Regions from separate parts of the Pan troglodytes genome. Here region 1 is linked to region 2. A link is a contact called in public HiChIP or PLAC-seq data. All regions are on one chromosome and are shown on one strand. The core of a region is the stretch at or near the end of the contact, and the rest is flanking DNA. Distances in the headings are between cores, read along the strand shown. Region 1 holds the start of AP4E1 (adaptor related protein complex 4 subunit epsilon 1). Region 2 holds the start of GABPB1 (GA binding protein transcription factor subunit beta 1).

Region 1 (2,822 bases), core at 190-2,689, 560 kb before region 2:
AGGTATGCGACATCTGAACTGTTGTTCAGTTGAAGGCACCGGGGGAGAGAAGGAAACGGAGTAGGGAAAAAAAACTTTGTGGAAGGTAAATAATGTCTGACACTTCCATCGCACTAGGTATTTTCACACGCTTGACATCTCACCCAATCCTCAAAACAAACAAACAAAAAACCTATGAATTATGTATCAGTACTTTTCCACCACAACGTTGAGAAAACACATGGAGGCTCAGAGGTTACAGAGATGTGCCCCAGATCAAAGAGTCAGTGTCAGAACTAACTGTGGAAACTCGGCTTCCCTGCTGTCAGTCCCAGCAGGAAAGTGAAGCTTCCAGGCAGACTAAAGGACGAACCGACACAGCAGCCCCTGAGCCCCGCCGGAGGGCTAACCCCAGAGGCCCTGGAGTCTCGCCGCCCGGCCAGGGCCTCCTGGCGCGGGGGCCTCACTCCGATGTCCCTGAGCTCCCGGGCCGGCGGGCACCTACGTGCTTGGAGGTGAGGGCTGTGATGCCGCGGACAAGGCTGCCCAGCCTCGAGGAGAAGGACGCCTTGGCGGCCGCGGGCCCACCACCGGGCTGGTTCTGCAGAAAGAGTCCCGGCAGCGCCGTCAGCGTCTTCTCCACTATGTCGCTCATCGCCGCCGCCGCCCGCGATGCCGCCGCCGCCCGCGATCCCGTAGCCGCCCGGCTTCATGCCCGGCCGCCGCTGCCGGCCCGGCCTCCGTAGGCACTTCCTGTTTTTTGAATAAGAAATCTTTATTGGTGTCCCACCTGAACAAGTTCAGTGTCGTTCTCGCGAGAGGCCACCAGAGGGCGCAAGAGACCGCGGGGGTGGAAAAGGCCGCTCGGTCGAGATTGCGCGCGTAAGTAGACCTCCTTTCTCGCGACGGGGTAGCGGTTTCGGAATCCCCCAGAACTGTGAGTCCTCCTGAGGAAGCCGTCGGGGACCTGGCCCTGTTAGGCACTGTCTCCCAGAGTCTTCCTTTCCCACTAGCCGCCTCCGCGTAGCCCGAGACCGCGTCATGAGTTGCGTCTTCCTGGCTGCGCCTTTTTCGGGACATCCCCGCGCCGTCCGCCGCCTCTCACTGTCCCCGGACCGCGCGCCACCCGCCCGCTTCCCACAGGCGGTTTCACGCGAGTCCCCGGCGCCGCGCGCGGCTCCGGCCCTGGCGACTCTTGGGACACCCGAGTAGTTGCGTGATAGCGGGGCTGTCCTGAGGATTCGGCGTGCCAGGTTGAGAGCCCGTCGCGTGCCGGGGACTCACGGCCACTGTCGCTTCCCGTCCGCCCCTCTTCTCCTGGGATTTGGGGAGGTGGGCGGGAAAGAGAAGTGGTCGGCGGCCCCCCTTGCCGACTCCTCCTCAGCAGGTCGCAGTTGAAAGGTCATCTTCCTGGAGCCCACTCCCCTGGCCCGGCGGGCAAGGATAGGTCTCCACGTCCCACCCTCTCACAGCGCTCGGTTCTGTTCCACTTTAGAACAGGTCGCAGTTGCCACTACGTAAACAGCTCCCCATAGAGAGAGTATTTTATTCATTCCGATTGCTCCAGCTTTTATCTAGAACAGAGTCTGGTACAATGGCTCTCGAAATGTGGTCTGGTGACCTCAGGGTCGCTGAGACCCTTCTAGGGAATTCACAAAGTCAAAACAATATTGATAACGTTTCTTACGTGTTATTTGCCGTTTTTACCCTCATTCTGTTGGAAGTGTACGAGTTTTCAAGAGGCTAGATGACGATTGACTAGCTGGTAAAATGTATCCTGGAGTATCCTTGTGTTTTCTAGAATTTTCTAAGGTAGTAGGTTTAGGGCATAAATACGTGCGTTTTCAGAGATTAATGCAATTTGCCCTCAGTACTTCCTAGTGTGTTTCTAGGAGGTAGGTTAGGTAGGTGGTGATAGCCTCCCTTCAAGGGGAACAAACTTGCTAAATAAATAGAACAAACCAGCCCATAGTGTACAAACCACATCCGAGGCTCCTGGTTAGAAAATTTTGCAGCAAAGAGGTACGAGAGCAGAAGGGAAAATCCCCAAACTCTCACAAGCGCAGAAACCCATGATCAGTGTCGTTGGGCTGAATTATACTCATTATAATAGTAAAAAAAAAAAAAAAAAAAACTCCTGGGTGAAGATTTAAGATACTAATAAGACATGCAATGTATGTACTAGCATATACAACCGCAGCGCACATGGCGCCAGAAAACCAGAGAACATGCTTAATAGCAGCACCCGTTCTCCCCGCTTCATGAATGATCCTGGGAGACTCCTACAAAGGGAGTTTCCCCAGTGTCAGTGCATGCTGTCTCACCTTTGAGCAGCCCGCTCTGATCAGCTGTGAGGGTGTACTTTCGCTTTGCAATAAACTCTTGCTTGCTTTTACTTTGGACTTCAATTATTTTGCACCGCGAAGTCCAGAACCTCAACCGGCCCACCAGCTACAGCTACACTTACAAGCTATCTTCGGTTATACCTGCTCTAATCTCTGTAACCTCCTTGTCACCTAATAAATGAGTTTTTTTGAAATCCTGAAGTTGTTCTAATACCTATATGGGAACATAAGAAAAAAGTTCAATTTGTTGGCTTGTCTCGCAAGAATACTTTTTAATATATTGAGAACATTTTAAAATATTTAAACTTTATCTAAAAGGGATACTCATTTATTCATTTAATTTTTTTTTTCCAGAGTCTCACTCTGTCACCCAGACTGGAATGCAGTGGCACGATCTGGGTTCACTGCAGCCTCCTCCCCCTGGGTTCAAGCAATTCTCCTGCCTCAGCCTCCCGAGTAGCTGGGATTACAGGCGCCCGCCACCATGCCCGGCTAATT
Region 2 (2,830 bases), core at 316-2,815:
AATAACCACTTTATTTTCTTCACACCTACCTGCCACCAACTCAGTCCAAGTCATTACTGGCTCACAGCCTACTGTTTACTCCAAACTCTTCTGTTTGCCTCAAATTTTTGTGTAACAGTGATCTGTCTAAAATGAATTCAATCCTATGATTCTTCTACTTAAAATCTTTCAATATCTTCCTCCTGGTTCTCAGAAGCTGACTTCTGCACATAGCATTCAAGGCCTTCACAAGTAGACCTCCAGCATTGTCTTCTTTACCCAACAATCTCTCTAGTGTTTGCCTCCAAACATCTGTACTTACTGCTTCTCATCTAGAAAGTCTTCCATAATACCCTTATTAAAGCTAATTGCTTCTCTAGTCCCATTCCATTTTATTCCTCCCTCTTGGTTTAGTAAGGGATTCCTCCTTTATTTGATTCCACAGTATTAAGTAGCTTCACTCTCATCATACTGATGATGCCTATTTACTTGTCTACATTCTACAGCCTAAGATTAATGGGGGCAACGATTCTGTAACAATTAGCTGAATGTTCACTCAAATAAACAATGCTCATTCAAATAATGCTACAGAAAAACATCAGAATTTTGACAAATTTCTATTAACTGAAGAAATGAAAATATTAAATCAAAAGAAAACACAGCCTATGGTTCCTATGCTTTTTTTCTATTTTAGGCACAATGCTTTAATAAATTACGCAAAGACTACAAACCTTTATTACATCAATTGTTACAAAAGGCTAAGTGGAGAAAGATTACTTATCTGAAGCTGCACAAAATCAGTGGGCAATATGGATTTCATTTAAGCTTGTCAATTCTCCTGGATTAAATTCTTGGCGCTGTCTCACATATTCCCAAGTCCTACATGTAGGATGCTAGAAGTTGCAGTTACTAGGTTGGGAAAGCCATGCCCAGACGCCCCTGTGAAAAACATATCAATATATTAAGTTCCTTAGCAAATCACATCTAGATTAAGTTCATAATGTTTTTTTTTTAACTTTGCAAATCTCCAAACTTTTGCTACTTTCTTAATAAAATACAACAAAATTTTTGACATTCCAGCCACGGAAAAACAGATCTCTACCTCTGAGGTGGCAGTAATCCAAACAGTTACTAGGATCTACGAAACATGAGGCATAATTAGAATGTTGGGGAAAAAATCTACAGAAATATGTATATCTTCGTCATGAACCTGACTGTTGAGTTTATGAAAAAGTGGAAAAGGAACCTCACTCGTTCCTTCCCTGGTACCTTCACAGCGTCTCCCGTCCCAGTCTGCCTAGTTGAATCTAGGGACACTTAAAGGTAAATCCTAGCCTCTTGGCTGTCCTTCCGTCTCCCAGGATTCTGCTAGGCCGCACAGTTGGCAAGCTTAAACTCCAAAGATTCCGCACTCTCCGTCTTTCAACAGTCATGTCACAGAGACACGAAGGTTAGCACAGGAACATTAGTTTCCAAACTCCTACCCACCGCAGAACAGGCGGGAAGGTTCGGTGGCCACCCGGCCTCTCCGCCGCGCACATGGCCGTCCGCAGCTCCCACCCCCGCTGCCGCGCAGGCGCCGGGCGAGCCGGGACTTGCGGTCGCCGAGAGCGGATCATTCCGCCGCTTTCTTTGTGTGGCTGAAGCGCTAGAAATGGCATATTTTCTTTCCCTTCGTTAAAAAATCAGACCCTCTTTCCCCTCTCTCCCCGCGGGAACACAGCTAGGGAGCGGGTAGTAGCAAGATCTGCCGACGAGCGCAGAGGCGGAAAATCCTCGGGCGATGAGCTGAAGAGGGCCGGGTCCGGGAGGGATGCTGGGAACCTGACTCACTCGCATACCATGTGTCCCTCCGCGCGCAGCACGGGGGACTTTTCGGTGGGGATTTTGGGCGCCGACCAGACGCGGCATTTTCGGAAAATAGCGCCCTGTGCAGCTGAAGCGCTTTGTGTGTAGCGGGGCCGCGTCAGCCCGGCCGGGTACGAGGCGCCTCGGGTCCCCGCACCACCTCCTGCTGCCTTCCCGTCGCCGCTCCCGAAGCTTTTCCAGGTCAGTGCGGGTCTGTGTAGGGCCCTGTTACCACCGGATGTGGAAGTTGATCTCTTCGCTGGTAAAAAATAATTCCACTTCCCCCGGAACCCAGATCATCCCCGCGATTTCCTGTTTATTGCATTAAGGCGCCGGGTTTCCGGGGCTCCTGGCCCCGCTTATTCCGCGGGGGTCGGCGGGGTCGGCCTGGGCGCCCGCGCCGCCGCTGCGCTTTGTCCGCTGGGCACCCCGCTTCTGGGAGGGGCGGGCAGACATGGTGGCGGCCGCCGCCCCCTCCTCGGCCCTAGCATGCCGCGGCCTCCTCGCGGCTACCCGGCGTGCCGGTCCCGAGCGGCAGCCCCGGGGTGGCGATGGGGTCGCGCCGAGGCAGCGGAGGTTCTGCGGGCGACTGGAGGTTGGCAGTGGGCGGGAGAAGGAGGAAGGCAGGCGCGGCTGGGCCTCGGCCTCTGGCGCCGCGGTACCCTTTGTCTCGGCAGCCTGACGGCCCCGCCGGGCTCTCCGGAGAGGGGAACGGGCGGCGAGGGTGGCGGGTCCTGGGCGCCCTGTGCTGCGGGGCCGAGAGGCGCTCGGGTCGCGGCGGGATCGGCTGGACCAGACAGGGTTAATGGAAGAGCCTGGCCAGTCCCGCGCGGGGCCCCCGCAGCGACAGCCTTGGCCGCGGGGACTGGAGTCCTGAGGGGGAGAAGCCTGCCGTTCTGACGGCTCGGGACTTCTGCCCCAAAGACTTCGCCGCCGAGAACTGCGGGTGCACTGCCTCAGGGAAGAAGTTGAGAATTTTGCCAGGTCATCTCTGCCAGGGCAC

What was found. HiChIP or PLAC-seq counts read pairs in DNA pulled down with a chosen protein or histone mark.
Region 1: an H3K4me3 HiChIP or PLAC-seq map of stem cell-derived excitatory neurons shows a contact between it and region 2, with 6 times the contacts expected there. The contact joins the promoter of AP4E1 here to the promoter of GABPB1 in region 2. A contact is called at or near these places in 1 of 7 Hi-C or Micro-C datasets (stem cell-derived neural progenitor cells) and 1 of 1 datasets of contacts at active chromatin or transcription factors (stem cell-derived excitatory neurons).

The regions. Positions count from the first base shown.
Region 1 is chr16:42,906,149-42,908,970 of NHGRI_mPanTro3-v2.0_pri, reverse strand. It overlaps AP4E1 (adaptor related protein complex 4 subunit epsilon 1), which reads right to left and starts at 1,439. Exons shown (of 21, transcript XM_009429123.5): 1 at 770-1,439. It overlaps LOC107968623 (a long non-coding RNA gene), which reads left to right and starts at 795. Exons shown (of 3, transcript XR_010151698.1): 1 at 795-861.
Region 2 is chr16:42,348,442-42,351,271 of NHGRI_mPanTro3-v2.0_pri, reverse strand. GABPB1 (GA binding protein transcription factor subunit beta 1) reads left to right here and starts at 1,565. Exons shown (of 9, transcript XM_510397.8): 1 at 1,565-2,028.